Linked DNA regions of Mus musculus: all the other regions are linked to region 5. The links are chromatin contacts, called in public ChIA-PET, HiChIP or PLAC-seq, Micro-C and promoter capture Hi-C maps. All regions are on one chromosome and are shown on one strand. Each heading gives the region's core, a stretch centred on a gene start, on an enhancer-like site or on the middle of the called end of the contact. The rest is flanking DNA. Distances are from core to core; before and after follow the strand shown.

Region 1 (3,725 bases), core at 352-2,851, 990 kb before region 5:
TCCTGGATATTCGTCACTTCTGTTCCTCTCCCAAAGACAGAGGGGTGCAATGCCTCCTTTTAGGGGGAAGAGCTGAGAGTGGATGATTAGAAGACTCTCCTCCCCCCAACCATGAGATAAGGTCTCACTCTGTAGCTCTGTATAGCCTTGAACTTGTGTTCCTCCTGTCTTAGGCTCCTGGGATGACTGGGGTGGCATTTCACTGTCTTTTCTTTCAGAGATTTCTGTTGTTGGGTCACCGTCACTCAGCACCCTGGAGTTCCATTTCTGGATAACTCTAACATCTCTTCTTCTCTCCATACCACCACACCCACACAGAGACAGAGACAGAGACAGAGACAGAGAGAGAGAGAGAGAGAGAGAGAGAGAGAGAGACGGGACGGGAGGGGGGCAGCTAAACTGTGGACTTCACCAGCCCCTGTCAGGCATGGGCGGAGACACCGACCACCCTTTCCAACTGAGGGGAACCTCCCCTTTTCTCTCCTCCCTTCCCCCAACTCTGCCTAGGTCCTCTGGCTCCCAAGTAGTTCAGCCCTTCAGGTTACAGAGGAGAGCTGCTACCAGACTTGGGAGGGACCAAGGGCAGACAGCTCTGCAGGGAAAGCGATCCCGGAATGGTGCTCCAGGCTGGAGGTCTTGAAACCGCTTCCTTGCCAAAGAACAGCGGAGTAAGGGAAACTAACTTCACACCAACACAACAGGGAGAGCCCAAGGTCCTCTTGCCACCTGTGGATTTCCCCTTTAGTCACAGAGGCAGTGGCAAGAAAGGAGGCCTTGTTAACAAGAACTTTTGTCGGAGTGTCAGCTTGGAGTGCTGAGGAGGGAGCGGGCTTTGAAGCCGGTCAGTGCGTGAGAAGGGCCTTGGTTACTCAGAGCCAAGCAACAAAAAAGCTAGAGGGGTTCACGAAAGAGAATAAAGACCGGGATCTGGGTGCCAGAGAGTGGGCAGCGAGTTAGAGAGGTGACCTTGGGCATGTCACGTTCCCCTTTCGGCACTGCGTTTCTCTTCTGCGGGCTTGAGGGTTCCTGGGACGCCCGACAGCTTGCCCGCCCTCCGTGGTGGGTGGGACAGGACTCTTGATGGTACCTCACCTTCTTGAAATCCGCGATGAAGGAGATGAGAGTGCCGTCGGGTTTGCGCAGATCAAGGCTGATGCTGTCCGCGTCGCTGTCCGCCTGTAGACTCTCCTCGATCACCTGGCTGTCGGGCAGTCTCACTCGGACCCGCAGCTCGGCCGGAGCGCCGCTGCCCGCGCCCACGCCGTGCAGCGCCCCAAGCAGCAGCGGCGACAGCAGCAGCAGCAGCAGCGGCAGCGCGGGGCGCGCCGAGGGGACGTCGCGGCAGCCAGGGGGCCGCATCCCCGGGGCCCCCGGCGCGCCGCGTGGGGGAGGGGAGACGCGCCTACAAAGTTTGCTCGAAGTTGGGGGTCCGGTTCGGGGATTCCCGGCAGTCCCCTACTTCTAGAGGGGAGACTCAACCCGGAGGTTCCCCACGACGTGCAGCGAATTCACGTGGGCCGCGTACAGCCACGCACCCCGAGTCCCGGACGGCGCCCCCCGTGCGTGTCCCCTAGCCGCCCCGATTCCTGAGCTCCGGACTCCGTTCAGCACTTTTCATTCAATCCCACCCCCCGTCACTTCCTTCAGAAAACAGAAACCACCAGGACCTGCCTTAAAGAGACCGCGCACCTCTTGGCCCTTAAAGGGACCGCAGTGGCCCAGAGAGGGGCGGGGATTGGGGACCACGGGGCTCAGCCGCTTTGTGGTCTAGGCTGGCTTTCTCTGGATCCCTCCCTCCCGCCGCGCCCCGTCACCGGCCGGGCCTTGTCCAGAGTTTGCGCTCCGGGCAAATCCCTTCCTCCCATTAAGGGCGGGACGGGTGACTCCCCCGCCCCCTACACCCCTCTGGCTTGTTCTGGTGCCACGTGGATGAAATAATCGGGCTTGGGTTTTCAGAGGTTTTGCTTAGTCTTTTAGTTTCTCTGACACAGCGAATTTCTCAAAAGCGGCTGGGGGAAAAAATCAGGCCTCACCTAGCATTCTGGTCTTTTCCTAGGTCGGGGAGTGCAATTAGGGGTTGAGGGCCATCTGTGCATCCATCAGGTGTGAGCTGTTTTTGTAAGTGAGGCGGCCAATCTGGATGCGGCCATCAAGGAGCTTAACACTTTATGAGCCGTTATTCAGTTTTCTCTCCTGTGTTCAGTCAGCCTTTCTCCAGCCCAGCCCACCGCTCAGGGCCTCTGCTCTTTCCGATAACGGAAGCACCAATCAAGGGCCACAAAAAGACACTCCTGCTGTGCCAGAGACTCCAATAAGCTGAGTGAAGACTTGGGGAGCAGGATTCCCCTCTGGTTGGTGACACACAAGCATACTTTGAAAATTGTTTGAGCCTAACTGTCTGCTAGTGAACACAGAGGGTTGGGCGTCCCTGGAGATAAGGCCCCCTGGGCATGGCCAGGACCATTGTTTCTCCTGTCCATTGCCACTTCTGTTTGTTCCAGGTGCCCTGTGGTCTCTAGGGTCTTGATGACAGATGGTTGAAACTGTGCCTCCCCACTCCACCCCCTTCATCTTTCCTTCCTAGGGGATCTCTAGCACATGATCCACCCCCAACTAGCATGAGCCCGTCCTTTGGAACACATATAGGACTGAAGGGGACTTAAGATGTCCTCCATCAGCTAGAGAAAGTACCCAAGGAGCTGAAGGGATCTGCAACCCTATAGGTGGAACAACATTATCAACTAACCAGTACCCCCGGAGCTCTTGACTCTAGCTGCATATGTATCAAAAGATGGCCTAGTCGGCCATCACTGGAAAGAGAGGCCCATCGGACTTGCAAACTTCATATGTCCCAGTACAGGGGAATGCCAGGGCCAAAAAGTGGGGGTGGGTGGGTGGGTGGGAGGGTATGGGAGACTTTTGGGATAGCATTGAAAATGTAAATGAGGAAAATACCTAATAAAAAAATGAGAATTAAAAAAAGATGTCCTCCATCTCACTCGGGGCTTCCTAAATTTGCCCTACTTCAACTGTCACTTTGATATTCATTATGACACAGCTTCCAGGATCCTTAAGCCTATAGGTTCAGACTTTCTGGGAGAGGACAGGGAGGCAGCCCTGGCAACAAGGTCCAGTGTGGTGCTTGATAAGCCAGAGGTTGGTAGACACTTGGTCCTTGACAGCATCTTTATGGGGAAGCACCTGGCTCGAGGAGTATCTTTTCCTCACTCTGGGGAGTTGGGGCAGGCTGCCAGACAATAACTGGATTGTTTCCTTGGGGTCTTAGAGCCTGAGCTGGCAGCACCGAATTGCCTGGGGTCTCAGAGCTGGCCTCTTGCCTGACAGGATGCTAGATCTCAAAGAGGCCTTCGAGCTGGGAGTGCCCCCATGAGTCAGTTCCATAGTCATTAGGGGCCTCACCCAAATTTCCTAACTTCCTCTGTTTCGGGTCCTGTCCCATCCATCATCACTGGTTCTGTCCCAGGCCCCGGACCCTCCCCCGAGTCCAAAGATACCCACCTCCCCCAACCCCCAGTCCCCAACAAGAACCAAGAAGAGTCTCTATTTCTCTCTTCAGACTTTGTGGCTTGGAAACACAGATGGAAGATGCATCTTCCCTGTGAATAGTCCTTCTCCATTTCAACCTAATCTCTCTTCTTGTTTGTTTGTTTTTGTTTTGTTTTTCGAGACAGGGTTACTCTATGTAGCCCTGGCTAGGCTTCTCA
Region 2 (4,000 bases), core at 431-2,930, 650 kb after region 5:
GCTTCATAACCCTCCTCTTTCTCCCAACCCAAAGCATCAACAACCAACGCCACCACACTAAGGCAAAACTGTCCTTTTATCTACTCTCATTCCAACCCGGCTTTCCTCCACCCCCTTCCAAGACCCAGGATTGGCCTAGGAAAAGGTGGATCAATAATGAAATGACGAGAAAAAGAGAAGGGCGGGAGGGAGCCAGGGCCAGAGGCTGCAAGCTCTCAGGCGCAGTGGGTGGGGTAAGAGAGCAGCTGCTTCCCTTGGGAGGATGCAGTCCTAGTTCCCCCACAAACATCACCCCTCACCGGGGCCCCCTTTCTCAAGAGCTGGAGAGAAACCCTGCTCCTCTCAAGGAGAATGCTAGAAAGTAGCTCTGCTCCAAGCCTAGGGGAACACTGGACCATTTTCCCTCGAACACACCTCTGGTCCTTCCTCTAAAGGAGGGAAAGGGGTGGAGTTGGAGGTAAATCCCTGACACCAGCAGCCTAGGAAACGTAGCCCTGGAAGATGAGGAAAGAGACAACGCTGGGGAGAGCACTGTTATCTTCGCAGGAGAGATGAGAACGACAAGGTAGAGAGAAAGCTTTCCCCGAGGGGTAGGGCGGAACGAGGAGGCCTGGTGTGCAGGAGGTGGGAGTGGGCTGGTGGTAGAGGTGAGACAAGGGGGAGTGACTGGCAAGGTGAAGACCTGGCTGGGGAGGGAGGGAGGGTTGGTCAGGTTTTCAGAAGCAAGGTGCAGGAAGGGACCTGGATTTCCCAAGGGCCAGGATAAGAACCTGGCTCTGGATGAAGCCACCACCCGAGAGATGTCCAAGGGGGAAGACTGCCCTAGGAGTAACACATCTGCCCAGGGAAGGAGGCGGAGATGTGGCGGGATCAGGTCTCTGGCAGAGGGAGGGAGGAATCTGGCTCGGATGAGGTAATCTGTGAAAGGGAGGAGGGGTTCAGTCCCGGGATGGGAAACCCCCGCAAGGGGGTCTGTGCCAAGGGATTTGGGGAAGGGTCCAGGGGAAGAAGGCGGGACGGGGGCTAAAGGCCCTCAACTAGAAGGGTCTGAGCCCTCGGGTAAGGGCGCCTGGGGGTCTGCAGCCCATAACGGGGGTCCTGAGATGGGAGGGCCATTTGCCCCACGTTAGGGACCCCAGGATGTTTCCAGAATTGGGATGCTCCTCAGACCTGCATGGGGGAGGGGAGGGGTTCTTCAGAGGGTCGAGACCCCGGACCTTGGGGTTCCTCGCCCCCTTACCTCTCCGCTGCCGCCTCCCCCGCCGCTCTCCCCAAACACTGCCCGGAACCGGCGCAGGTTGGTGCCGATGGCGGCCGAGACCTGCAGCGCCGCGTCGAAGCCCGGGCCCACCCGGAGCAGGGCCGGCCCTGAGGAGGCTGAGGACGATGACGAAGACGAAGACGAGGCGGACGACGAAGAGGCTGCTGAGGCGGCGGCCGCTCCCCCTGGAACCCCAGCCCCGCTGCTTCCCGCCGCCGCCGCCGCCACCGCCGGGGGGGAGGGGGGCGCCCCGGGGCCGCCACCGCCGGCCTGGGGCCCGGGGGGAAGCAGCAAGGCCGGGACGCGTTGCCGCGGGGCGCCCCCTAGGCCCCGGCGCCCCCCGCCGCCGCCGCCCCCGGTGGTCCCGGGTCGGGCGGGGAAGCGCCACCGACAGCTGTGCGCCATGTTCGCCCCGTAAGTGAAGCAGCGAGAGGGAGAGGCGACAACACAGGGGGGCGGGGAGGCGGAGGGGGGGGAGCGGCGGGCCCCGGAACCTGCCTAACCCGCCTGGCGCCGCCCAGATGGCCGTACCCCGCGGCCCGCTATGCCGAGCGCCGGGTGGCGCCCGCCTGCCCTGCAATCTGCATATGAGCCTCTGGCCTCCGCCTCCGCCGCCCGGAGGCCGCTGCTCTATGCCGAGCCCCGGGCCCGGCTCCTCCCGCCCGGCAACCTGGATAAGTGCATGCCCCGCCCTCCGGGAGCGGCAGCGCCAGGGAAGATGAGGGGGGGAAGGAAGCCCTGGAGCCCGGAGCGGAGGCGGGTTCCGGGGAGAGGGGGGAGGGGGCGAGGGCGGCGGGAGGATGGAGGCGGAGGGAGCGGGTGGCCCGCAGCCGAGAGAGCCGAGAAGCCGATTACACACGTTCCCGGGACGCGCAGGGACTTGAGCGGCCCAGGAGAACCGCTTCCAGTGCGGCGCGGCTGCTGGGTCCCCGGAGGAGCGAGCCTTCTCCGCCGCTTTGGAGAGCGGCGGGCTTAGCCCTTATGGAACGCTTCTAGAATCCAGAAAGCTCCATTGTACTCCATGCAAAACCCAAGCGTCGCCCAATTGATTCTATGCAAAATGGCAAGGCTCTCGGCGAACGCGCCTTAAAAAAATAAAATCCAATAAAAGAGGAGCCCCTCCCATCTTCACGCTTGGAGCTCTTTCCAAAATCCACACAACCGTGTGGTCGGCCTCTGCCACCTCCTCGCTCCACTGTGCGCTGGAGGGAGGTGAGGGGCTTCTGGTTTCCGTGCCCTTCTCCGGAGTTGGGGTGTGTTTTCCCAGTCCAGGCGTTGGAGCCACAGCGTGCGCTCCGCAAACGACCTGGCGTTACAACGGAGCTGAAACTGGGTGGCTAACGGACAGGGCCTGGAGGGAAGAGGCGGGCAAAGGCGCCCCGCCCCTTCTTCCTCCGCTTCCAGCCTGCCGCTGCATGCAAAGCAGACCCTAATGTATGCACACGGAGGGAGGGGGCTCGCCAGCACATTTCTCATGATTGGGAGGGGGGGGGTTTGAAGCCCGGCGTAGGGCATTATGATACACAGGGTTAGCAAGCCGAGAGGGAGGGAAGAGGGGTAGGGCAGTGCCGGGGGTTGATGGTGGGGTGAATATCCACGGGATTTACTTTATTGCAGGAAATGGGAGACGGCGCCTCCAGCGAGGCGTTAGAAGCCTGCGGGGATGGAAAAGCCAAGGAGGGAGGGAGAGATTGCTGCCCGAAGAATTTGCCTTGGCTGAGGCTTAGGGATCGATACACTGCCTGCAGACCCGGAGCAGCCTCCATCTCCCCCAACCCCCAGCCGAGGTGGAGTTCGCAGGAAGGTCATGCAGCCGTCCAGGTCTCCCGCACCGGTACCCGGCGCTGCTCTAACCAGGACCTCCCCGGGTGGCAGATTTGGGAACGACAGGGTGGTTCATAGTAAGGCAGGTAGCAACCAGCTCCAGCCCACTGGAGGGTGTACTGCACGCCTCCAGAGGTCCACGGCCTCCTGGTGCTGAAAAATCTACGTCCTTCCTACGGAGAGACGTCTGTGCCTGAGGAGAAAATGGGGAGGGGGGGGGGGGAGCGAGGAAAGGAACAGAGAAGGGGAGGAGACATAGTCAAGCCCCAACTCCCCAAACTCGTCCGGGATCGATCATCGTTCCAACCACGCAGGATGGAGCCCAGATGGTTTGCAAAACGCACATTCACACTACGCACGCACAACCAGATTCCGTTGTTGCTTCTCGTGGCTTACTAGGCGCCGAGAGGATGGGAGCTGCGAAAGGGTATTAAACAGCAGCCCCAAGACTCTGCTTAGGACATAACACACCCCATTGTGGACGGTTTCTCTATTGCAATGTATTTTTGCGTTAGGCTCTGGGGTTTTGCTTCAGTATAGCTGCTCTGATCAGTTACAGATTGGCGACCACGTGGATTCCCTCAAGCATCCTGATTTGTTCCCTCTCTCACTCTCTCTCGTTTATTTTTCTTTTGTATTTGCCGCCCCCCTTCTTTAATATGCATAACGGCCTTCAGAGGTAGTAGGCAGGGGACTGAGTGACAGGCTTTATATAACTGTGTCAACAGGATTTCTTCCCGCCCTCCACCTTTGAGAAAACAAACCCGTTAGATTCTGCGTAACCCTCTCCCTACAAGCACACTTGATTTAGCACAGGTGGGAGGTCTGCAGGGTGGGTGGCAGCAGCAAGAATGGAGAATATTTGCAGGCTGTGAAGACATGAGCCTGGGAAGTCGGGGAGAACTCCTTGGAAAA
Region 3 (3,632 bases), core at 256-2,755, 540 kb after region 5:
CTGAGTTGGGATTGTAGGTCTGAACACTATAGGTTAGTGCCCTGCTGCATGTACATCTGCAGGCCAGAAGAGGGCATCAAATCCCTCTCATAGAGGGTTGTGAGCGACGATGTGGGTGCTGGGAATTGAACTCAGGACCTCTGCAAGAATAGACAGTGTGCTTTTCTTTTTTTTTTCTTTTTTTCTTTTATTATTTTGGGGGGTGGTGTGGCCTCCAGATAGGGTTTCTTTGTGTATAACCATGACTTTCCTGGAACTCGCTTTGTAGATGAGACTGGCCTAGAATTCAGAGATCCGTCTGCCTTTCCCTCCTCAGTGCTGGGATTAAAGGCATGTGCCACTGAAAGACCCACAACATGAGGACTCCCCCACGTTCTGACTCAGGAGAGGCGACACCCCAAAATCACCAACGAGAAAACGGTCTTGTTGCAAATTGCAAGAGGATTTTTATTCAAGAGTGCTCTCGGGCCCACGGTCATACACCACGCAGGGGTAGAGGACTGTGGCGCCCCGAGTAGCTGAGTAAGGGGGTATTTAAAGGAGAAAAACCACAACTCAAGGAGGTGGGAAGGGCGTTGTTGGAAAATACCAAAAATACCAGGTAAGAGTCACAAGGAAGTACAAAGTCACAGGTGTCACAAGGAATACCTGGTAATTGTTAACTCTCAAGACAGTTTCTAAGAGCCCCTAACAATAGCACATTTGCATTGCAGCTTCCGGTAATGGTCAGGGTGACTTTCTTTGAATGAATACTCCTTGAACTCAGGAAGTGGGTGGGTGGAGGAATGTCACTATCTGTTTTATGATTAGCATACCTTGGAGCACTGAGTTTACTACTCTTTCACCACCACGCCCAGCTGTGTTATTTTTTATTTTATTTTATTATTATTATTTTTTATCAATTTTGAAACTGGACCTCAATAGCCCAGGCTGGCCTCAAATTTACCAAGTTACTTACTGAGTCTGATCTTGAACTTCTAATCCTTCTACCTCCACCTCCAAAGCGCTAGGATAGCAGTTATGCACCAGCTTGCCTGACTCATAGTTTTCTTTAGCAAGTAAAAACACAGGACACAGATAAATCCTAATCTCAGATGAAGGAAGAGAAAGTATGCTCCTGTGACATAGGGTATCGCGAGGAAAAGGGCTATCGCGCCACAGAGATGCTATAAAAGGGCTTTTAAACATGCTTGGACTTTTCCTTGAAGAGTGTCTAAACTGTGGATTAGGCCTATCTAGGAGAGACTGTAGGCCAAATGAGCCTTGTCTTTGAGATGACAGTTTCTAGTTGGAGAAAAGAAATCCACTAGCCTGGCCTTCCACCTTTGGCCACTAGATGTCACAACCGACTCAGTTGCGGAAACCATAGATAAGCGGGCTGCTAGACCGCCTAGTGCCCGGGGCCGCTCTATCCCAGCGCCGCGTCTCTGCTTCCGCCACCACCGGCCGCAGCAGAGGGGCGGGGTGGCGGCGCAGTGGCGGGGCACGTCTCGCGATCGTTCCTTCAGACTCTCGCTTTGTTTTGATTTATTTATCTTTTTCCCTAACGACTGACAACAGGCGGCTTGTTGCACTTAGGGATCCTTGAAGTGGCTGGGCCTGAGAGTGAGACCCCAGTCCTCGGCTGGGGTTCTTTCCAAATAGAAGAAACGGATCCAGAGGGGCTACAGGTAATTGGTGCTCCCGCCAGCGTTCTTTGCTCTCTGCGCCCCACCAACTGCCCTGGATCCTTGACTCTCCGAGAACCCGGTGGGATCCTATCTTCAAAACGGGCGGAAGTAGAGGTGATGCTCTGAGGATTAGTGGATGGGGCCGAGGCTGGAATTTGCCTTCTCTCAGGACCATCCTGTCCCATCCCCATACCCTCCACCTCTGGCAGAAGCCTCAACAGCTGTGCGAAAACTGACCAAACCTGAGACGGACGGCCGGCCGCAGTCTGGCTGTGCATGCTGTGCTTCCCTGCCTGCATCTTATGTAGAGCTTTTGGGTTGCTGCTGGGAAGGGTTGGATACCGTTTTCCACTGCACTTCTCTTGGCACCCAGCCAATGCTAGCTAAATAATGCTCTTGGGTCAGGAAACTTTCCTTTGGGGGAAAGCTTGGATCGGGGTGAATGCATCTCTGCACCGAGGCTGGATGTATATCCCATGATAGGAGCTATGTAATCGTATTTCCTTTTGCTTAGACCAAAATTGTTGAGAACCAGACATACGATGAGCGTCTAGAGATTAACGACTCGGAAGAGGTTGCCAGTATTAGCACTCCAACCCCAGGACAGCAAGGTAAGAGAAGATGAGAGACAAAAAAAAGGGAGGTGATTTTCAAACAAGTGGCGCAGATAGGATTCAGGTTGTATTCAGCAAGCTCTTAGCAAGTGTTGACCTCCTGCTTTAACTTGGCGCTGATTTTGCTTTCTCACTAGTTGAGGGAGAAACCAGTCCATCAGATTTTGGGATCTTTGAGTGCAAACTTATCCCCTGTCATTTTTAACTCGCTGTTACTGCTAGTAGATTCTGGCACAGGTTCGCTGTGTTTTGGGTTTTTTTAATTTTTTAATTTAATTTAATTTAAATTTAATTTAATTTAATTTTTAAATTACTATTTTAGAAATGTTTATGTGTATGTATGTTATTTGCTTGCATGTTTTTCTGTGAACCACCTGCCTGCCTGGTGCCCTCAGAGACCAGAAGAGGATGTTGTCAGATCTCCTTGAACTGGAGTTACACATGGTAATGAGCTGCTCTAGTGTGGGTGCTGGGAACTGAACCCTGGGTCCTCTGGAAGATCAGCCAGTGCTCTCAATCGTTGAGCCATCTCTCCAGCCTGGCTCACTGTGCTTTTGTTTCTAACAATTCATTAAGATGCTTCATCACTTGCCCTTAACTTGCCATCCCAGCTTTAATCGAAACAGAGTTTTATCAGAAGACTTGATGCCATTCATTTATTCACCTAACCTTTTTTTCTTTCTTTCTTTCTTTTTTTTTTTTTGTTTTTTTTGTTTTTTTGAGACAGGGTTCCTCTGCATAGCCCTGGCTGTCCTGGAACTCACTTTGTAGACCAGGCTGGTCTCGAACTCAGAAATCCGCCTGCCTCTGCCTCCCAAGTGCTGGGGTTAATGGCGTGCGCCACCACGCCCAGCCCTCACCTAACCTTTTTTGGTTTTGTTTTGTTTTTCTTTTTTTGAGACAGGGTTTCTCTGTATAGTCCTGGCTGCCCTGTAATTCATTCTAGACAAGGCTGGTCTCCAACTCAGAGATGTGCCTGCCTCTGCCTCCCCATTGCTGAGAGTGAAGGTGTGCACCAGTATTCTCAGCTCACCTAACATGTTTGAATGCTTGCTATGTGCCATGTTAGCACAACAGCAAACAAAAGACACATCCCTGCCAACCTGACACTTGGAATCTTAGAAGAAAGATGGCCGGTGACTAGACAGTCTTCATGAAGAATGTCATGTGTGCAGGATGGAGGCAAATGGTTTACTGCTATGAAGCATAATGGTGGTGGGTGGGGATCGATTTGTGGCCAGGGAAGACTCAAGAGGAAAGACCAGTGCCTGGTGAGAGGGCAGTGTGTTATGGTCTGATCAGAAGGGAGGCGAGAGGCTTATCAAGCAGAAGTCCAGAGGCTGTTGCT
Region 4 (3,585 bases), core at 640-3,139, 850 kb after region 5:
CCGTTGTCTCTCACTGACTTTTAAAATTAAATTAGACTTTTTGTTTGCAGGAGAGTATGAACTGTAAGGCTTTGTGCACAGACATTGTGACTCATGGAAGCTTTACTGCACTGTAGTTAATAAACTTCTTTGCACCTTGTGGCTACCCTTTTCGTGTCTAACTATGTTAAAATGAGAAGTACCTTGTGCAGGGGATTGTTGTGGTTTTCAGCATTGAGAAAACTGTCTGAGCTGCACCACCAGCAAGATCCTGCATAGATCCAGTGGTGTGCTGGAACCAGCTCACATAGCAGAAGCTGATGAGTGCATTTCTAGAAATTTTGTGAACCCAGTGGCAAACTGGTGGGCATGAAATACACCGCACTGGGAATATTTATACAGGGCCCGTGCAGCATAGTCCTTGGGGCCAGAAAACATTCAACAGTTTCCAGGACAGGACAAATTTCAAAAGATGAGCATTACCCAGGCTTTGTTCTACTGGGTCAATCCATAGAACAAGGGATGGATGTGTATGTATAAGAACGCTTAGTCTGAAGGGATGATTGAAAAAGAGAAGGATCTGGCATTCAGGATGGCCTGAGTTGTTCCCCAAGATGGCCAAGCCACTCAAAGGGTCTGCTAGGAGAACAGCTTGCTCTCTGTATGATGGCAACCCTCACAGTCGGAGGAAACCTATACAGCAACATGGTGGGCGGAGCACTGGCCAGGGGAATCTCTGGAAGCAGCTAAAGGTGATCAATCAGCCAGGCTGCATCTGTACAGTAAGAGAAGAAGAAGTGAAACTTCTGTGTCCGAAACACAGCCTCAAGTTTTCTATTCTCCAAGTAATTGTGCTTTATTTACATAAAGCTGATTTCTCAGCAAATGCCTCTTGCCAGTCAAGATTTTTGTTGTTGTTTTGTTGTTGTTTAGATATAAGGGGTTCACAGTGTAGTCCAGGCTGGCTCCTCCTGCCTGAGCCTTCTGGGTGCTGAGATGTCCAGCATACACCACTAGGCCTGGCTGATTTGAGATCTTGCTTGCAGAGTTTGTAATCCAGAAGGGAGGTGACATCTGCAGGGACCTGAGATATGAGGCTCACCTGAGTGAGCTGCAAGTCTTTCCTTCTAGAAAAAAACTATACATACTGCAAGTAGGACAACTGTGTCAACCCCTCCACGGTTCCAGGACATCGCAGAAGAGGAGGCAGAATGTCAAAGCCAGAAGACAGGGATGCCGTGCTTCTGGATAGGACATGGCCCTGGTAATCATGTCCACACAGCAGCTGTGGCTACCTGCAGAAGACTTATATATGCACATACACAGGCACACATGGACACACACACACACAAATGAACAATGCACATAGACACACACTGGGACACACACACACACTGCAGGCACATAGGCACACTCAAGCTCACATACATACCACACACAGGCACACACATAGGCAAAGATGTACACATGTACACAGGCATCACCCCCACATACACACATCAGCGCACATGCATGTACATACACCACACAGTAGCATGCCCACACACTGTACACACAGGCACACACATGTATACATGCATGCATGCATATACACAGGCACACATAGGTGCACAGTGCACCCTCTATGCACAGACACCACACACACACACACACACACACACACAAGCAAGCATAGGACTAGCTGGGAAGAGGATCAGCAGGGATGAACTGGGAATAAGAGAGGGTGATGAGGGTGAATATGACCATCACAATACATTGAATACCATTTGTAAAATTGAAAAAAAAACCCATAATTTAAAAGTAATGGAAATATAAATGCAAATTGAGCAGTGACCTAGATGATTGAATGGAGAGCCTTGATTGGGAGGTTCCTGTTTCTGTTTCCGCAGCCACCACAGAAGGCATGCACATCTGTGTTGCTTTGAGCCTGATCTCCTGTGCTGGCAGAAGTCTCTCAGTTGGTGTGGGCGATGCTGTGGCAGGAGATCGCGGTGGACTGTTCTTCCTGGGCACTGTCATCTTGGGTAAGCAGTGACTTTGTGTGCTGTGAGCCGTTCTTTGAGCTGTTCTGAGGAGATGGCCAGTTGTCATTCAAAGGAAGGGTGGTGAGATGGGCATTGCTGTAGGATGAGGAGGCCGTGCATGGAATTCCCGGTCTCTGCAGGTGGGCTGCTGTGAGGTAGACCAGTAGGTGCAGCTTTAGTGTCTGTAGTGTACTTTGTGTGAAGGTTCTCAGAGAAAGAAGTAAGCCTTGCTTGTGGTAAGCACGGACGGGGTTGTTTAGAAGGTCTAGCTTTCCTGTTGCCGATGGCTTGAGACAGAATCGTGACTGCTTTTGAGCTCATGGCAGGACTCCTACCTCACTGTTTTCTCCCTGATCTGGATACGTCACCAAGGCAGTTTCCCAAGAGACTCGGACTATTTATTGTCTTTACTCATCACACCCTGACATAGCCTCCAGAAAGGCAGATGCAGGCCGGATGGTGACTAGATGCATGCTGGGCTGGAGGGAACAGGGAGGGATGTTCCCAAGGTCCCATCTGAGTACATGTAACCTAGGTTGTGTTTCAGAAGCCACGAAGCACCCCTCCACCCAATCTGTATTACTTGGTCTTAGAGGGAAAGTCAAGGGCATATTTCAAGAGGTTTGTATCACGCAGGGTGGCTATGAGGACTTGTGAACTTACAAATTTCTGAGAGCCCAAAAGTGCACAGGAACGAGCAGGGGACTTAGCATGGCAGCGGAGAGGGGCGTGCTTAAGAATGTCACACAGTTGTCTGATTTTATGGTCTTGGTTATTACCGGGGCAAATGGCTAGGAGACAGTCCCCGCTCTCCCATTGTCTTGCAATATTGTCATATCTGAGGGCCATTTTCATATTCTGTGTGGCATTCTCATTGTTACAAGTCTCTTTTCGGAAGCTTCCCTCCACTGCCATAATTATACCCAGGGGGAAAGTTTCTATTCATTGTTAATTGTAGGAAAGAGTTCCTGGTGGTTGCACACACCCTAGGACTGATAGGAGATTTTTGCCAGGAGTCACTGTGGAGGAGCCTTGAGCTTGGGTCAGATGCTCTGCCAGCAAGGGAAATGACTGACTGTGTGGTATCACCTGAAGGTTGTCTGCTGAGCTAAGTCAGTACCCAGAAAGGGAGCAGGGTAGGGAGGATAGCTTAACAGGCAAGGCGACTCTGAGTACGTCTGCTGGGATTTTAAAAGCCAAGATTTCATTTGTGTGTGTTTAGAATTCAGAATTTTGGAGAATCATATGTTTTAAAATATACGTGTGTGTGTGTGTGTGTGTGTGTGTGTGTGTGTGTGTGTGTGTGTGTAGTCATGTGCTAAGTAACATTTTAGTTGACAATGCACAGACAGGAGTCCTATACGATTATATAACCTAGCAGCATCTTAACCTTAGTTTGCGTAGGTGTACTCTGGGATGGTCACAGAATGGAATTTCCTGATGACAATATTCCCCCTTACTAAATGATGTATGAGTGTGTGTGTGTGTGTGTGTGTGTGTGTGTGTGTGTGTGTGTGTGTGTATACACACAAATTCTGAATATTTGCCACCAACTCAGGAAATTGAAACTTAACTAGAGGCT
Region 5 (3,767 bases), core at 6-2,505:
TGTTGAAAAAAATAATAACTGTGGTAAGAGTTAAGGAAACAGAGCACTGACTTCCAACAAAATGTTAAGACAAGATTGTGTATTCACGTTTAAGTACTGGGGCCAACTACAAGACTACATTATACAGGCTCAACTGTAAGGAAGTAAGATTCTCCTGATTGACAGACTTAAAGGGCTAACCATAGGCAACCCCACCCCCGCACCTGATTTTATAATGGCTATCAAAGGGGTCTTAAATAATAAGCAGGTAGGCCCGTTACAAAAATCAAACACTACAGCCCAGCGAAAAGCACCGAGAGCAAGCAGGAAGTTCTGTAGAAGTCAGACTATTAATTCAGCACGCTCAGTCAGTCCACCTTTCGAAAGATAATGGTTCTAACCAGAACTTGTGGTTTAACCAGTGCCTATCTCAGCAGCAGCGATGGATTACATCCAACACTTTGCAAGACAAAAACTTAAGCCATCCTTAGCGGAGAAGGGAAGTTCCTTCCTTCCCTGCCCCCATTTAAACCCACCTCTTTTTCTTTGATCTGTGTGCTACATCTTAATGAGAAAAAACTATAAGCTCACCCTGACCGCAGTCAGCCGGGCCGCCTCCTGAACCCAAGTCCCTCACCCAGGGCGACTCCTCTTCCAAACCCGGAGCCGTAGCCGGCAGATCCAACACACATCCCACCCCCAGCACCCCAGGCCCACCTCCCGGGGCTCACTCGACGACCCACATCCCCAAGCTCCGCACCCCCATCGCACTTCCGCCCGGGTGGCGCGGTGACCAGCCCTCCCCCAGCCCCCACCCCATCTTTGTCTGGCTCCCCCACACCTCAACGTTCCCAACTGCCAACGGCAGCCCTCCCTGGCGCCCCACCGCCCACGCCCACCCGGCGCCGCGCGCGCCCGCAGGCCGCTCACCTTGTCCATGAGCTTCCAGCACTTCTCCACCATCTTCTTGTCCACCGTGCAGGGAGGGTGCGGGCTGAGGTGGTGGTGGTGGTGGTGCGGCTGGAAGGCGTCCTTCATGAGCCCGATCAGGCCGCCCGCTCCCGAGCCCCCAGAGCCGCCGCCGCCGGCGCCCGAGCTCTTCTTCACGTTGCCGGCCATGGCCAGCGGAGGGTCGGGAGCCCGCTCGGCCGCGAGCGAGGGAATGGAGCCGGGCGAGAAGGAGGGGCCTCTCCGGCAACCACCGCCGGCGCTCGCAGCCCAGGGAGTGAGAGGGAGGCGCCCGCCCTGAGGCGCGCCCCTGCGCGGGCGCGAGCGCGGCCGGCGCAACGCGGGGGCGCGCGCCGGAGACGGGCAAGCACGGCACGCCGCGGCGACCCCCAACGCGCGCACGAGCTCGCGTGCACCCGCGTGCCCCGCGGCTCCCGGAAAGCCTCGACCAAGTTTCCGCGCCCACTGCTCCCGCCCTGACCCACTGGGACGGGCGGGGCGGAGCCCAAAGAAAACTCAGTGCCTGCGCCCTCTGCTGGAGAAGAGAGGAATGGAAGGAAAGAGGTGGGGTCCAAGGTAGAACCTGCGCACTAGGCAGAAGAGAAGCCTGGCCGTCCATGTTCGTTGTGGCCTGGGCTTGTTGCCTCCGGGAGTTGAGTCATGGCTGTGCTCGGATTAAGACGGGTAGGGATGGAAGGAGTCTTCTAAATGTGGATATTGAGCTTCGAGTTATCTGCCTCATCTTGTGGAAAGATGGAAAAAGAAAGCCAAAGTTCGTTTTCTTCCCCTTAGTGTTTTTATTTTTGTGGTGATTGGAATTGAACCTACGACCTCACACATCCTAGACAAGTACCCCACCTTGAGCTATATCCCTATTCCACCATCTTGTTTCACCATGTAGCCCTGGCTGCCTTGGAACTCGCTGTGTAGACCAGGGTGGCTCTGAACTCACAGAGATTCACATGCCTCTACCTCCCGAGCGCAGGGATTAAAAATCGCCTTGGTATTTATAACCCTCAAAGGTTGGGAATTCAGTTGCTGCAGCTTTTTGCAGACTAAGTCACATAAAGGTTTAAGGTTAAGGACACTCGCGTCTCACGCGCTTCTTCCAGACTTTTTAACCTTTTTAAAACAAGTAACTTCCTTTTGATCTTTTTCTTTCTGAAGAGCAATTCCTTTTCTGGGAACTGAATATGTACTTTAAAGATATTCTATTGCTCAGCGGAATGCGCTGGCGGCACGAGGCCCCGCCCACAGAGGCTGTGAGCCACTTGCATGGAGGGAACAGAAATTCAGCTCCCGGACACCTTCACTTCCCTAATCTTCAGACTTCACTAGAAGTACTTTGAAAATAGGAACTTCTTTTCCAAAGAAGAAGAAAGTACCCAACCTTGGTTTGCTAATATTTTTTTAGCTCCAAAACCATTTGGTGACATTAAGTACTCAGTTCTGCCACCAAGCCTTTGGCTGGTAGGTTGTTGAACTTGTCCAGTACTTGAAGAAAGAAAACAGTCTCTGAACACCAGAATTATTCAGTCCCACAACTTTGGGTTGCAAATCAGTCATTTTTTTTTTTTTTTTTCGAGACAGGGTTTCTCTGTGTAGTCCTGGCTGACCTGGAACTCACTCTGTAGACCAGGCTGGCCTCGAACTCAGAAATCCACCTGCCTCTGCCTCCCAAGTGCTGGGATTAAAGGTGTGCGCCACCACGCCCGGCTGCAAGTCAGTCATCTTTAAGACCTTTTTGAACCTGTATTATCATTTCATGTCAATAGCCTGCCTTTTATTTCTTTGTTTTGTTTTTGTTGGTGGTATTGAGCTTGGGGTTTTTGTTTTCAGACAGGGTCTCTCTATGTAGTCCTGGCTATCCTGGAACTCTTTATGTAGAACAGACTGGCCATAAACTCACAAAGATGCTCCTGCCTCTGCCTCCTGGGTGCTGGGATCATAGGCATGTATCACTCTGCCCAGATTTTTATCATTTTCTACCTAGAAAAAAAAAAAAAAAGAAGAATCTACCAAAGAAAAATATAGGCAGCACTCTAAAATTACCATCAAAACTTGGTAAGGCCTGTGCCCCTCCCTAATTGCAGGCCTTCCTTCTTACTCTCCCAGACTTTTGAAACCCTCTTCACTGACACTGACACTTCATCCTGTCACCATTCCTAAAGTGTAGCCTGACAGAAACACACACACACGCAAACCAAACCTTTGAACCCTCCCCACTGTTTCATCTGTAATAAAATTAACAGTCACAATCTTACTTAAAGTTGTAAACTACTTCATGATACATAGACTCTATGCTGGATAGCTTACCAAGTCACACAGTGACAACAGCAACATTTTCTTCCTCATCACTGAGTGTGTCCCCTCTGCCTGGAGTGTGCTTCTAAGATCCACATCATTCTTCAAAAATCATTTGGGCTGTCCAGGCACCGGGGGCGCACGCCTTTAATCCCGGCACTCAAGAGGCAGAGGCAGATCTCTTGAGTTTGAGGCCAGCCTGGTCTACAGAGTGAGTTCCAGGAGAGCCAGGGCTCCTAAGAGACCTCGTCTCAAAGTTAAAAATTAAAATAAAAAATATTTCCAACCTGCCTTATCTTCAGTAAAATCTGCATATGGTAGAATAATGTAGCACACACTTGGTTTCTGCTGCAGCAGGCCATAGTTCTGTCTCTTTCTTTGATTTGCTTGGTTTGTTTTCTACAGGAACCTGAGAGTTCACTGCACACCAGCAGTAAGTCATTAGGAGGAGACAATTTGAAACCCCAGCAAAACTCTGATTTAAACTGTAAACATAGCTGTTAAGTGCTCATCAGAATTTACTATATACATAGCAT
Region 6 (3,702 bases), core at 197-2,696, 820 kb after region 5:
CCTAGTTTTGAAGCTACAAGTTAGAGCTATATTTTCTCTTGTGAATATAACAACTGGATATTTCTTTAAACAGATGGCCTGTGTATATTTCATATTTGTAATGAAGTAGTTAAAAACTCACAGAGAATGTCTCCAGGGAACTTGCAGCTTGTGTCTTGTTTGAATACTCATGGGATATCAGGTTCTTGTTCAGTGTCTCCTTCCTAAGAGTACTTTTGTACTGTAACTTATTTTTTATTATGCATGAATCACTGTGTAAATAAACCCTTAGTAATAAAGAACTATGATTTTTATTATTTGCTTACAAACAAATCTGCAAAATTCACAACAGCAGTTAATGGAAAACAAGGGAAGATGTTTAACTTTGCTCAAGTTTTCTTGGTAGATAGTAGAGTTAGACACGCAGAGCAATCATTAATTGATGAAATTAATTTCTAGTAGTTTTATATTTCTATAGGCTTCACATATTGCTTTGGAGGACTGGGAAATGGGCAAAATGATAGCACACATTTGGAAGACTCATTTCTTGGACCTAACCCTAATCTGAGTCTTACGACTGAAGTCCAGGTTGTCCTTAGTTCTTCTGCCCCAGTCTTGCAGATCTTGGATTTACAGGCTTTTGCCATCCTACCTGACTTAGTTTGGGAACTTTAGAAACAAGGATATTTGTTTTTCTACTCTTGATTCTTCTCATAGAAAAAACTACCGGCTTCCAAGTCTAGTAAAGTATGCCAATGGAAAATGTCAGCTATGAAATATTTCCAAAAGCTGAGGCTTTTTATTCCCTTTTACTTTCATTAACCATGGCGGGTCCAGGAGAATTGAGTGATTACACCAGTAAAGCGGGGTCCTTTCCACCCTTTCTTTCAGAGCATGTTAGACTGTCTCATTCCACGTCAAGTACCGTGATAATGATATCCTTACTTTTAAAATGCAAAGATACACAAACCCAAGTTCCTCCTCTCCTTTAATACACACTGTAATGATTTCATCATCACTGTCACTGCAGTAATTTAATAAACATCCAATTCTGAATGATGTAATGGCTACATTAAAAGGTACACAAATGACGACGCTTGCACGTATTTACCAAAGGACCCAAAAAAGATATATTTATTCTGATCTTGGATGGTCGCCTACGTTTTCCTGAACTTCAAATGTATGAGAATCTTTTGTGAGGGTTCAACTTAGATATTCTAGAGAGATAACTTCTGGATTACAGTCGGAGGATCGAGCCTGGTTCCCTGGAATTCCATAAAAATAGAACTGTTTTTTCAGTCTGTAGCCAATCTGAAGCAGAAGAGCGCAATCAGATCCTCCTGAGAGTCAAAGAACCGCTGATGAGGGTAACCGGGTACGATTCTAGTAACAATCCTTGTCCCTGATTGAGGTTGGGTCCGGGACGGCTCTTTCAAAGGTGACTCCCGACATGACGTCACTTCCGGCACCACCTGCATGGTCCCCGGGAGGCGTAAAGAGGGTGTGTAAGTATCGGAAGAGCTGTCGGGATGCAGCTGGCAAGAGGAACAGTAGGAGGCCGTGGCTGCGCTCTCTTTCCACTGCTGAGCATCCTAGTCGTCCAGGGTGAGTGCGCCAGCTGGCTGGACTCCACTTCCGGCAGGGGGCGGGGGGGTCAGGAAAGATGGTCGCTTTTCCGGTTCCGGGTTGGGGGGTCTCAGAAAAGCCCCCGCTCGGCTTCTGCGAAGGAAGGAAGGAAGGAAGGGAAGGAGGGGGTGTGGGATGGTTTTCTTTCCCGGCTAGCACCTCCCACTGCGGAGAGTTGGTTCCCCTCAGCTCTCAGAGCCCGACCACCTTGTGAGACTTGACACCGCCTTGATGATGCCTTGACGAAACCACAGCGAGCACAGGCTTGGCGGACACTCACTGCTCTTGTGAGATTCTCTGTGCTTGTCTGCCAGGGTTCTGAGTTGCTGTTACACCCTGGTCGGAAACCGGGCAATTCGTGTTCCAGTTATTTTGAGAGACACAATCAGGGCTAGGGAAAAAAAGGAAAAAAAAAAAAAAAAAGAAAAGAAAGGAAGAAAGAAGAAGAAGAGGAAAAAAGGAAAATCATGACTTAGTGATTTTATTTCAGGGGCTTTTAAATAAAACATTTTAGACAAGAGTTATAGTGTGATTTTTCTTATAGCAGGCATATTGCTGAAGAAAAGGCACCTTAGGACTTTCTAAACATTCTGAAGTATAAGAAAAGTCATAGCCATTCTTCTGAAACTTGAATCTTTTAACTATTGTCAGTACAGTGTTGCCATAATGACACTATTGTAAGGTTTGGATAATTTTACTTTCATGCTATTCCAATTTCTAAATTTCAATCCAAACTAATTAGCTTCATTTTGAAATGCGAATATTCTCTTGATTAGTGTGTGTGTGTGTGTGTGTGTGTCTTCCTAAGAAATGGAATACTGGTATAGCTAGCATTAGAATGAATTGTTGTATTGTAGCATTTCTCTGAAAATAATGGACATTTCTGAAAGGGGTCTTTAATATTGTGTAAGTATTAGGTGGCTGAGTCTCATCAGGTAAGATGAGGAGGTTTTTGTTTATCTGGTGACTAATCTGCATGTTGCCAGCACACTCCCTGATCCCTCCCAGCTACCTATGTCATCATAAATGTCCAGTTTTCCCTCTGAGTTCTTTTTACAACAGAGCCAGGCCTACTGTCACCTCATATAAACTCATATATATATATATATATGCATACATACACACACACACAGCAGGGCTGTGGAGGGAGAAATGTCCACATATTGTCCCAATGAGAAAAAAAAAAAAAGATCCTAGAAATTGTGTCTTTTTGTAGATCTAGTGTCATTTCACATATACGAGCAGGTGTCAAATCTAGCAAAACAAATGGTTCAAATTAACTCTGGAGGGCTGGTGAGATCAGTAGGTAAAGGGGCTTGCTTTGCAAGCCTAAAGACCTGGTTCCATCTTCAGACTCTACATACAGGTGAAAGGAGAGAACCAATTCAATAGAGTTGCCTCTGATCTGTACAAGTATGGACACATTCTATTAATAGTTTTAAAGTTATTGATCACTGTGTAGAAACCTATTAAAGATATAGATTTAAACTCCTCACCCACTCCTCCAGGTTTTTTTGAATAGATTTACATTCTGCCTTTAAAACAAACAAACCAGGGGTCTGGAGAGCTGGCTCAGTGGTTAAGAGCATTTGCTGCTCTTCTGTAGGACTCTGGTTTGAGTCACAGAGTTGACGTCATGGCTTACCATGATTTGTAACTCCAATCCCAGGGAATCAGATATCCTCTTTGGCCTTCATAGACCCCCGATATGCAAGTGCTGCACATAAAGGCAGAATTCCCAGACACATAAAATAAAAAAACAAAGGTGGGTAGTTCACAGGCCTATTCATTCACTAAAATACAGTTCAGTAATTTTTAGTGTGCATGGTGTGCAATCATCATTACAACCACTTCGGGAACATTTTTATCACCCAAAAGAGAAACCCTGTATCCATTCTGACCTTCCCACAGGCTCTGGAAACCACCAATCTGCCTCTTTAAACTTTTGTCTACTCTGGGCACTTAATACAAAGTGAACCAGCCACGCGCCCCTTTGTGAGTAGCTCTCTTCACGTGGTGTGTTTGCAGTGCTCCATCTGGTTGGTTGTCTGTTGGTTCGTTTTGTCTCTTTTGAATCGCAGGTGGTGGGCTTTGCTT

What was found. A called contact is a pair of places that touch in the nucleus more often than the background predicts. ChIA-PET counts read pairs in DNA pulled down with a chosen protein or histone mark. HiChIP or PLAC-seq counts read pairs in DNA pulled down with a chosen protein or histone mark. Capture Hi-C pulls out chosen DNA fragments and counts their contacts.
Region 1: a contact with region 5 is called in a Micro-C map of embryonic stem cells, with 7 times the contacts expected there. The contact joins the promoter of Oaf here to the promoter of Cbl in region 5. A contact is called at or near these places in 1 of 39 promoter capture datasets (erythroid cells), 1 of 484 Hi-C or Micro-C datasets (embryonic stem cells) and 2 of 115 datasets of contacts at active chromatin or transcription factors (extraembryonic endoderm stem cells and microglia).
Region 2: an HNF4G HiChIP or PLAC-seq map of pancreatic cancer cells shows a contact between it and region 5. The contact joins the promoter of Kmt2a here to the promoter of Cbl in region 5. A contact is called at or near these places in 2 of 39 promoter capture datasets (both in liver), 1 of 484 Hi-C or Micro-C datasets (CD8 T cells), 1 of 115 datasets of contacts at active chromatin or transcription factors (pancreatic cancer cells) and 1 of 9 other capture datasets (liver).
Region 3: a contact with region 5 is called in a promoter capture Hi-C map of adipose tissue. The contact joins the promoter of Ift46 here to the promoter of Cbl in region 5. A contact is called at or near these places in 1 of 484 Hi-C or Micro-C datasets (embryonic stem cells), 4 of 115 datasets of contacts at active chromatin or transcription factors (bone marrow-derived macrophages, effector CD8 T cells, memory CD8 T cells and 1 more) and 2 of 9 other capture datasets (adipose tissue and pancreatic islet).
Region 4: a contact with region 5 is called in an RNA polymerase II ChIA-PET map of memory CD8 T cells, with 15 read pairs. The contact joins the promoter of Jaml here to the promoter of Cbl in region 5. A contact is called at or near these places in 1 of 39 promoter capture datasets (liver) and 1 of 115 datasets of contacts at active chromatin or transcription factors (memory CD8 T cells).
Region 6: a promoter capture Hi-C map of adipose tissue shows a contact between it and region 5. The contact joins the promoter of Mpzl3 here to the promoter of Cbl in region 5.

What each region holds. Positions count from the first base shown.
Region 1 is chr9:43,238,215-43,241,939 of GRCm38.p6, forward strand. Oaf (out at first homolog) reads right to left here and starts at 1,602. Exons shown (of 4, transcript NM_178644.3): 1 at 1,093-1,602. The coding sequence starts at 1,359.
Region 2 is chr9:44,879,609-44,883,608 of GRCm38.p6, forward strand. It overlaps Kmt2a (lysine (K)-specific methyltransferase 2A), which reads right to left and starts at 1,681. Exons shown (of 36, transcript NM_001357549.2): 1 at 1,241-1,681. The coding sequence starts at 1,666. It overlaps Gm39326 (a long non-coding RNA gene), which reads left to right. Exons shown (of 4, transcript XR_870694.3): 2 at 1-3,095.
Region 3 is chr9:44,771,504-44,775,135 of GRCm38.p6, forward strand. It overlaps Ift46 (intraflagellar transport 46), which reads left to right and starts at 1,506. Exons shown (of 12, transcript NM_023831.3): 1 at 1,506-1,670; 2 at 2,185-2,281.
Region 4 is chr9:45,077,294-45,080,878 of GRCm38.p6, forward strand. It overlaps Jaml (junction adhesion molecule like), which reads left to right and starts at 1,890. Exons shown (of 11, transcript NM_001005421.4): 1 at 1,890-2,003. It overlaps Mpzl3 (myelin protein zero-like 3), which reads left to right. Exons shown (of 6, transcript NM_001093749.3): 6 at 1-144.
Region 5 is chr9:44,232,791-44,236,557 of GRCm38.p6, forward strand. It overlaps Cbl (Casitas B-lineage lymphoma), which reads right to left and starts at 1,256. Exons shown (of 16, transcript NM_007619.2): 1 at 910-1,256. The coding sequence starts at 1,098.
Region 6 is chr9:45,053,735-45,057,436 of GRCm38.p6, forward strand. It overlaps Mpzl3 (myelin protein zero-like 3), which reads left to right and starts at 1,447. Exons shown (of 6, transcript NM_001093749.3): 1 at 1,447-1,584. The coding sequence starts at 1,509. It overlaps Mpzl2 (myelin protein zero-like 2), which reads left to right. Exons shown (of 6, transcript NM_007962.4): 6 at 1-309.